2 separate regions of the Athene noctua genome follow, and region 1 is linked to region 2. The links are chromatin contacts, called in public Hi-C maps. All regions are on one chromosome and are shown on one strand. Each heading gives the region's core, a stretch centred on a gene start, on an enhancer-like site or on the middle of the called end of the contact. The rest is flanking DNA. Distances are from core to core; before and after follow the strand shown. Region 1 holds the start of CAMKK1 (calcium/calmodulin dependent protein kinase kinase 1). Region 2 holds the start of RABEP1 (rabaptin, RAB GTPase binding effector protein 1).

Evidence for each region. A called contact is a pair of places that touch in the nucleus more often than the background predicts.
Region 1: a Hi-C map of heart shows a contact between it and region 2, with 7 times the contacts expected there. The contact joins the promoter of CAMKK1 here to the promoter of RABEP1 in region 2. A contact is called at or near these places in 2 of 2 Hi-C or Micro-C datasets (heart and liver).

What each region holds. Positions count from the first base shown.
Region 1 is chr19:8,776,960-8,781,728 of bAthNoc1.hap1.1, reverse strand. CAMKK1 (calcium/calmodulin dependent protein kinase kinase 1) reads left to right here and starts at 3,338. Exons shown (of 17, transcript XM_074922656.1): 1 at 3,338-3,418.
Region 2 is chr19:8,557,807-8,562,722 of bAthNoc1.hap1.1, reverse strand. It overlaps RABEP1 (rabaptin, RAB GTPase binding effector protein 1), which reads right to left and starts at 2,506. Exons shown (of 18, transcript XM_074923211.1): 1 at 2,334-2,506. The coding sequence starts at 2,367. LOC141968476 (a long non-coding RNA gene) reads left to right here and starts at 2,510. Exons shown (of 3, transcript XR_012634880.1): 1 at 2,510-2,575.

The DNA of each region.
Region 1 (4,769 bases), core at 2,089-4,588, 220 kb before region 2:
GCACTTTCCAAACAGTCAGCATCTTCTGGGGATCTCAAAGCCAAATGTCAGCCAGCCCAAATGACTTCTGAAACCTTTGAAAATACATCTCAGCAGTAGTTATGGCAAGAGGAGCAGGAGGCTGAAAGTTTTACGTGCTGCTCAAGAGAAGCTAAATTGTCCCTCTGTGAGCAAGGCCCTGCTTGATTGAATTGAAAGCCGCTGTGAAACAGGTCAATGTTTTATCTTATATATGTTATGGTCTCTCAGAGCACCTCTCGCACCCTGAAGCCACAAGAGCACAGTCTCCCCATAGGCGCAGCCACGTTCCTGGGTCCTGGGCCCTTACACTCAGGCATCCGAGAAGGAGGTTGCTGGGACTTTTCCTGCTCAGGGCTGGGAGGAGGCTTTGCTTTTGCTCATGGGCACATCTTACTCTTCCTGAGAGTCAATCATGGCCAACAGACAGCCCAGAAGCTGAGGCTGGTGGCTGTCTTGAGATGATACCTAATCAGTGATTGCAGATGAGCAGTCTTGAGATGGTACCTCACTGGTGATCATTAGCTAAGATCCAAAGCTGCTGGAAGAAGGCAATAGCTTTGGAAGCATGAACTTGAGGTGGTGAGGCTGTCTGCTGTCCTGTTACCATCATAGAATCATTGAAGTTGGAAAAAGCCTTTAAGATCACGGAGCCCAACCGTTAACCCAGCACTGCCAAGTCTACCACTAATCCATGTTCCTAAGCACCACGTCTACACATCTTTTAAACACCCCCAGGGATGGTGACTCAACCACTTCCCTGGGCAGCCTGTTCCAGTGCTTGATAACCCTTTCAGTGAAGACATTTTTCTTAATATCCAATCTAAACCTTCCTTGGTTGCATTTGAGGACATTTCCTCTTGTCCTATTCTTGTTATTTGGGAGAAGAGACCGACCCCCACCTCACTACAACCTCCTTTCAGGTAGCCATAGCAAGCGGTAAGATCTCCCCTGAGCCTCCTGTCCTCCAGGCTACACAACCCCAGCTCCCTCAGCCCCTCCTTGTAAGACTTGTGCTCCAGACCCTGCACCAGCTTCCCTGCCCTTCTTTGGACACGCAGAGGAACCAGGGCACTGCTAGAGAAAGACCTGCCAAACCCCTGCTCCAAATTGCCCTGGTTTTTAGCCAAATGAAGCTCCACTACCTTGAGGAGAGACCAGACACGGGCTAAAAGGGAAAATCCAGAAAACCTGGGCAAGATGACATGCTGGAAACCTTTTGTGCCAGGCTTTGGTGTTGAAAATAAACCCTAGCATTTTCTTGCCTTCTTATTTCTGTCAGAAAGGCATTCTGCATGGAAATAGAAATTTAAAAGTATTTCTAGCTGCTGGTGCTTTATCCAAGGGTGGAGAATCCCTGTCCCAACTATCCTCCTTCAGAAACCATGGGCCCTCAAAGCATCATTTATATTATCATTTTGGTTTCTTTGCTCTGGCTGCCACAGGAAGGAGTTGTGTATACTGACATGCAAAACTGGACCAAATAATAGTTCAAGACATGAAACCATGGAAACACTGTCAGAATTATGAATAAAATAGATTGAAGGAGACTAACTGACAAATTGTCAATACTGAAAAGTAGAAAACACGTTTGTTGGTGACTCTAAAATATGGCAGGCACTGCCACCCTCCCGCTGGGTCACACCCCACTGCTGCTCACCCGGTCCAAGAGCCCTTCTCTGCCCGGTGCCTCCTGTTCATGGCAAATCTTTTCTGCTGGATTTTCTGTGTGATGAGCTGAAAGAACAGTCCTTTCTAGCCTTCTAACAGGGGTCACTTCACTGAATGTAACAACAATAGGCAAGTTTAGAACCTCGCAAGTACTGGATGTTTATCTTGCTGGTTAAAGAAAAAAAAAACTATTTTTTGTTTTCTTCCTTGCAAAATAAATAATGGGACAGGGTATGCTGTGTTCGTATAGATTGATCCATTTCATTATTAGCGAATTTAAAGATTAACAGTAGGCAAATAATGTCTTAAAGGTTTCAAGCAAAATTCAAAACATTTCAGTTCAAAGTATTTTTGACTGAAGATCGGCAAACAGAACGGACGCATACTGTAGGTGGAAGTGAAAGGGCATCAGCCCCGGATAGACCTGTCCGTCTGTAGAGAATTGCTCAGCTGCCTGTGACCAACCGGGGTGACAAAGCACATTCTTGCAGGAAACGTTAAGACTTGGATGCACATGGAAAACTGCAGCAGGGTACGTCTGAGCGTGAGACACACACCCACAGCGTGAGTGAGTGAGAAAGTTCATGGTCTTTGCACGGCTTGCTAGGTGGTGGGCTGTTCTAATCATTGCTGTCTCTTAGTTACATTTCGGTACGTCTCTAAACACAGTGACAACCTGAGCAAGGTTTTGGGGGATCAGAAACGAATTCGGTAGTAAACCACAAGCTGCATTATTAATAAGTTGTTTTGAGAGATGAAACCCGTGATAAGAAATTAATGTCTTTCCAAAAGCAGAGGACTGTTTGAGACCGGCTGGAAGCGGGCGCAGGCATTCCCACACGCTCCTTGTCCCAGCGGGAAGGGGCAGCGCTCAGCACTGGCTTGAGTCAGGATGTGGGTTTAATCCAAGCCTTGCTCTCTGCCTAAAGCCAAGCTCCCCCGGTGGGGACCCCGACCAGGAGGCGGGTCACAGCAGAGCCCGGCAGCCGCTCCTCACAAACCCGACATCCTCGGGAATGCCGCAGGAGGCACAGCGGGGTGCGGGGCGGCGGTGGGAACCCCTCGCCCCGGCGGCGCGGCCAAGCGTGAGCCAAGTAGGTGAAAGAGAGCGGGGAAGAAATAAAATCCAGGACGTGAGTCACGGATCACAGAGGGCATTTGCTCGTGGGGATCCCCTGAGTGGTGCCAGCGGGACTAGTTGATGCGGAGCGTTTCCCACCATTGCCGGAGATCAGGGAACGCTTCTGCGGGTGACCGAGATCGGTTGTTATTAACCCAGGGACGGAGCCGGGGGCGGAACGGGGCACCCCACCACGGGGAGGGTGAGCAGGGTCCCCCCGCCAGCACCCCCGGGAACGAGGGCACCCTGCCCGGGGGGAGCACGGGGACGGCGGAGAACGCGGGGAAGGTGCCGCGGGAAGAACGCGGGAACGGTGCACACGGTGCCGGGGGGTGCACACGGTACCCGTACCGGGGGGTGCACACGGTGCCGGGGGGTGCACACGGTGCCGGTGCTCCGGCACGGGCTCGTGCCGCGGGGGGCGCGGCCGCCGCCAGCCAATGGGAGCGCCCGCGCGGGGCGGCGGTCCTTTACCCCCGGGGGCGCCCAGACCCCGCGCGGCCAATGGGGGGCGGGCGGCGGCCGCGCGGGGGCGGCGCGCGCGGGCCGCGGAGTTTGGCCGCGCGCTGCGAACCGGGGCGCGATGGGGCCGCGCGGCGGCGGGCGCAGGTGAGCGCGCGGGGCGGGGCGGGCGCCTCCTCCCTCCGGCCCCTCCGCGGGGCTCCCGCGCGGGCCGGCCCCTCCGCGGGGCTCCCGCGCGGGCCGGCCCCTCCGCGGGGGCTGCGCCGCCGGGCCGTGTGCGGGGCCGAGGGGCCGCCTAGGCCGCGCCGCCCGCCTTCAGCCCTGCCCGGGGCGGCGGCCCGTCTCCCGGTGCGGCGCGGGGGGAGCCACGCGGGTTTGCACAGAGACCCGGCGGCTGTGGAGGGGACGCGGGTGGGAGCTCCGGGCGTCGGAGCGTGCAGCGGCTGAGGGCAGGTCGCCGGGGCGGGTGGGCTTCTCCCGGGCAGCCGCCTCGTCCCCCGGGCTGCGGGGGTTGCGCTCCGCCGCCGCAGCGGGGCTGGGGATGCGCCGTGGTGCCGGGCAGCCGCAGCTTCGGGGCTGTTGCTTCTACCAAGCTCAAGAATAAATGGGAAGAAAAAAATCCTTCCGAAAACTGGGATTTTGAGCAGTTTACCCATCACACCAATCGTCTCTCTTTCTCTTTTCTCGACGGAGAGAGGGGGCAGAGGAGAAGGTAAGAAGTGTGGTGAGCTCTGTGCGGGTTTGTCACTCCTTCCTAATCCACCGTGCTGGCCTTGGGGATCAGCCTGAGCTCCTCGGAGTTGGGGTTTTCTCGTGGATCAGTGCCGTGGCCTGAGCTGTCCTGCCCTGGCAGTGTCTCGGAGCACTCGCAGCCAGGCTGGCGTGAAGCGGGTCTCATCTCTCTGCTTTCCTTGGCTCTGAGGGAAAATAAACTGCAGCTCTCAGAGGCCTGTGTGCTGTGAACAAGGAAAACTGCTGATCCTGCAGGGATATCACTTTCTTCAGCTGCTCCGATGAAGCTAAAATTACCATTCTGTTGTAGTTGGAACTTAATGGAAAATGTTTTGTTTAATAGGAAGGTGTTGCTTTTCTATTTGCAATAGTCTGGGGTTCCAAGTTAAATTTACAGCGCCGCTTCCCATAAGGTGTTAATTCTCTCCCTGTGAGGCATCTCTGGCAGCTTCAGTTTGTTCTGGCGTTTGACATGGGACGGCTTTGAAGTGTTGCTTTTGAAACTGGATAAGGCAAACGGAGAGCCGTTATCTCAGTTGCTTGAAGAGAAAAACCAAAGCCAGCGTGCTGGGGCAGTGCTCCAGCGTGTCCCTGTGTGCTGCACCCCGTGCTCGGGCTGGGGTGTGTGGTGCGAATAGGATTAATCTCCAGGCATAGCAATAAATGGCTTTCCTGGGCTTGCTCCCTTGGGTTTTGCCTGGAGAAGACCAGATCTTAGCAACCAGGAGTGCAAGCACCAGCCTCTTACCATTCCAGCGAGGAGTTC
Region 2 (4,916 bases), core at 1,257-3,756:
CTACTACAGTAGAAATAATAGTTCTTTTATACTTGCTTTCAACAACAAAAAAATCATAGCTGATGTGTCTTGCACAAATAAAGAACGCATGAGGTATATATAATCAACATAAGTAATTATAAAAAGCCATTATTTTTCCTTAGGGGAACATACTAATCCAGTTTTGTCACAGGTAATCTTAAATCAGAGGTTATACTACTCCTTTAAGCAATAAATTCAGTACAGACAACTGAAAATATTAAATAATAATTTCTTCAATATTTTCTCCACATTAAAATAGAGAAGTTTCAAGGAACACTTCTGGTAAGTTACTTAAAAATTAAACCAACACACATGAGAACAATAATACAGTAATCAAAGTGGATAAAAAAACCCCAAACTGGTCCTATTACTGCCAAAGGAAGATGGGAGAGAGGAGCCATTTTAGGAGCTCTAATTCTTTAGTGCAAGAACACAGCAATCACTTGCAGAATCCATCCAACTTGCAGCCAGCTTTCCCCCCCCACTATGTGCCTTATTTACAGCATCCTCATCTTCCCACAGCCAGAAAGCACGAGAAAGACAGCAATCCATACCTCCTACAAGAAAGACTTCATCAATCTATCAAATTACAAAGTTTTGCTTGTACCTTTTTGCCTTCTTTTTAAACAACAAAAACAAAATAAAATCTATCCAACTTGGAACTTCTAATGTACTACTAACATACAACTACCTTTCCTGGTCAAGAGGCAGCAAACATTTGTACAATGCACAGTTCCACCGTACACCTGCAGTCAGATAGTCTGCAAGAGCCAAAAAGAAAATTTGTTGGAAGTTGTTCTGTAGCTCTCAGAAGAAAAGGCTAAAGGACAATAAACAATGGTTATTCACCAGAAAGTACACAAGACCTACTCATACCAACACTGATCTTACAAGCATGATAAGTAAATTTACCTTCCCCTTAATGCTCTGGAAGGATGAGCATGCAATCATTGACCTTAATGTAGGAAAGAAAACCTACAATCTAAGCACCTTCAGCATTAAAACTTTTAAAAGGTAGGCCAAAATACTGAAATCCCTGAGGATAAATACTTTCTCATATAACTCCACCAAAAAAAAACCCCAACCAACACACACAATTCCCTAGATATGCATAATTAAGAATACATTGCCCTTTTCTAACAGAGTGCTTTCCCAGGGAAACTCATCTGCTCTCTAAAAAAAAAAAAGAAAAAAAGTGAGCTCTGGCATAGTCCCATGGCGGGGTAAGCGCCTATCCTTCAAGATTCTGTACATCTCTCTAGTCGCCCTACTTCTATTCTATACTATGAGCAGCCTCTCTCACCCCCTCCCATACATCCCATACACTAAACACTGTCTCTTCAGTCCCATCTTCCAAGGTAAGCATTACCTGCAGCTTTTCCGACACACACACAGTTCTATAACCTATTCCAAGAGGAAAAAAAATACTTCCTCGTCCATAATTCCTCCCAAACCCAAAACAATCTTTCTGTAACAAAAACCTTTAGGGAAAGCTTAGCTTCCTCCTGCACGGGTAAATACCACCTTGAGAGAAGAGCTGTCATTTTCTTTGTCTCTTCCAGCACAGGAACCAACTGTCCACTCCAAGTATCCTGACCTCAGCCTCCTGAGGTGCCTTTTGGTCGCACCCACACGGTGAATACTGCCCCACCTCACCTGCCGTGGCCAAATCGATGACGGGAGTCCTGCCCAGCCGAGAAATGTCTCTCTGGATACAAGCATCACCACCCTTGTCCCCCTCTCCCTGCGTGCCCCCTTCCCGGGGCAGGGGGGGGCTCCCCCGTCCCACCGCAGGCCCAGGCTGAGCGCCCCTTTCCTGGCAGCAGCGAGCAGCGCGTCCTCCGGAGCACGATCCTCCCTCCTTGTGCGCGCCGGGGAGCCGCCCTTGCTCCACATCAAGCACATTCACAGACTAATAACCACCTGCGATGCCCCTTCCTCCCCGCAAGGCCTCCCCGGGCCACCTCTCCCAGTCAAGCCCCCCCGGGCGCTCCCCGCCCGACCCCCCCCTCACACGGCGGCTCCCACCGCCGCGCCGCCCCGCCACCGTCCGGGCACGGCTCCCTCCGGGCCCCACAGGCCTCTCCGCGGGTCTCCCCTTCGCGCACGCCCCCGCCGCTGCCCCGCTCGCCCGGCCCCGGCCGATCCCACCTTCCCAGCGCCGTCACCACCCACCGCCGCGGCCCGGCAAGGCCGCCTCGCCCAGGCCGCTGCCCCCCGCCCCCCGCCCGGCGCGGCTCCGCAGGCGAGCCCGGGGCTGGGCAAGGCCGCGGCCGCCCGGCTCCGCGGAGCGAAGCCGCCTCCCCCTTTACCGTCCGTCGGGGGGCTCGGGCCGGGCTGGGCCATGGCTCCGGCGGGCGGGCGGCGCCGCCGCGGCCTCCTCCGCCTCCAGCCGCGGCGTCGGAGCGGGAACCGCTACGCCAGGGGGCCCCGGCGAGAGACGGGAGCTGCCGGCCTGGGCCTCCGCCTCCTCCGCCTCATCCTGACAGCGGCCGCCGCCGGCGGGAGGAGGAGGAGGAGGAGGAGGAGGAGGAGCGCCGCGCAGGCGCCCACGGTGAGACCACGGGACCGGCGGCTGCCGCCGCCGGGGCTGGGAGGGCCGGGGCCGCGTTACCCGCCGCCCTGGCGGGAGCACGGGGACCTCCCCCGGGGCGGCAGCCGCCGCCCGGCCGCATCCTGAGGCGCCTTGTCACCCGAGGGCCGAGAGGGGAGGCCGAGTCGGCCCCTGCGGGAGCCGGCCCGAAGCCTCCGCCCGTGATGAGCAGGGCCGGGCAGGCGGCGGAGCTGGGGGGGCTGAGGGCGCCCGCCGGGGTTCCCGCCGCCTCGAGTTCGCCGCGGGGCCCGGTCGTGGGCTGAGCCGCCGCCTGCCCCCTCGGCCTCGCCTGCGGGCCCGGCTGGTCTCCCGGGCCACGGAGACATCCTTGGGTCTGCTCTCGGTGAGGCTGCCCTAAAACTGAAGTCAGTATTTATTACTCAGGGAGCTGGTTGAAGTGACACCAGCAAAATACTATTCTGCTGTGTAACGTAGGGAGGGAAGCAGGTGTGACAGGCATGGGTGGCAGAAGGAGCCTGTCCAGCCACGGTGCCTTTTCTTCACTGAAAGCCAGGATTTCATGGTGTGTTGGTCTGTTTTGATGGAGGAGGTTGTTAATCCTTCCACCTGACAAGGAGATTGTGTCTAAACTCCGTTTTTTTACCGATTAAAAAAGTAGCTACATGCATTGGGCACATGTAAAATCACAGAAAGCAGCATTGGAGTGGATACAAAGTCCTGTCAAGGGCAAGATCTGTTACAGCTTGCATACCCTCAAGACCAGCCATTTTTAAGCTGAGTCTTACAGGACTTCCCCCTTCCCATCATTTGTTGCCACAGTTTATCAGGCCTTGCTATCAAAATAGGTGGTATGACAAGACATGGGATTCTGTGTTTCATATTAAATTCCTGCTCAGTTAAACCAAATACAGACTTGAATAAGTAGTCTTTGAAAACTAATCTTTTACATTTTGCCTAATTTGATCAATTGAGGTAAATCTTCTCAGTCTTTGCACATGTAAAAAGCATGTTTAACCTAAAGACTTAATTTTTCAGTGTTCCCAACTTGAGGCATGTAGAGCTTTCTTTTCACAGGTATTAGGAGAACCCAGAGCTGCAGATTGCTCACAGAGTTGTTGGTTTAGTGACAGAATGGTCAAAGGATTAATTTAACAAAGGATATCACTTGAGGTACATTTCCAAATTTCTTAGCTCCTGCTTAGGCTCTTTGAGAAGTAGCTGGATATTATAAGCATTCAACACATAAATCCTTTTGAAAATCTAGTCCTCACTGTAGGAACTGAGCTCTTGAAACTCTGTCCTTGTGTGTGTTTTTATGGACACCCCAAACCATCCCTATTAGCTACTTTTATCTTGCTCATGTCAGGGCAGAACTCCCACGTGTTTTGATCAATCTGGGATCGAACCCTTATGCATCACTCCTGCTGCAAACAAAGCAAGATAATATCAAGTTTCATATCTGTTGTACCTACAGGCACTTATTAAGGGATGACTATCATAATCCTCATTGCCAAAATATTGACTATTGGAATTACAGCATTTCAAAATCTGTATCAGAACTCTTGATCTTACACATTAAATGGGATTTATACAGTAGTTTGAAGAATAGGAAAACTCTCAAGGGGTTCGTACTATTTTTTTCCTTCTTGTTCTCCAACCTAAAGTTGTACTAGCTTTACAGGTTTGGTTCTTACTTAATCTTTCCTTCTTTCTCTGGACAGTAATTGAACTTGACAGAGGCAAAGGTTTATGTAGTATCTAGTCTCAGTATCTTGGAACCTGCAATTGGGTAACTTCCTCTGTGCCTCCCAATGTCCCATTTAATTCTCATCCCTTGTAGTTCTTACAGCCTTGATCTCAAAGGATTTTCTGACATGACTCAGCTAAACCTTAAAAGAGGTAAGCAAAGTTTAACAGCTGTTTGCAGTCACAGAAACAGGTCTATTGCAGTGGCAGAACCAGCAGAGAACAAAAGTCTTGAATTCCAATCCCCATGCTGTAAATGTTGAACAAGTGCTGTATTAATGAGTCAGTGAGACATGGGTCAGATCTAGAGAGCTGCAGGTAGGCAGAGACTATTTCTGGAATAACCTTCTCCATAAATAAATAACACTTCTAGAATCCCATGCATTTTTATCAAATATATTTGGCCTAAAAGTCTATCAGGCATTTTCAGCACCAGTACCACAAGCAACAGACACAAGCTAATGGAAAATGCATCTTCCTGGACAACGTGTGCTGTGTTAGTACAAGCTGGATGATAGCTGTCACCTTGCACTCTGCCTGAAATTTAATCTTGCAGATTTACTGAAAAAGATAAGTTTGCAGCTTTTGTTTAAAG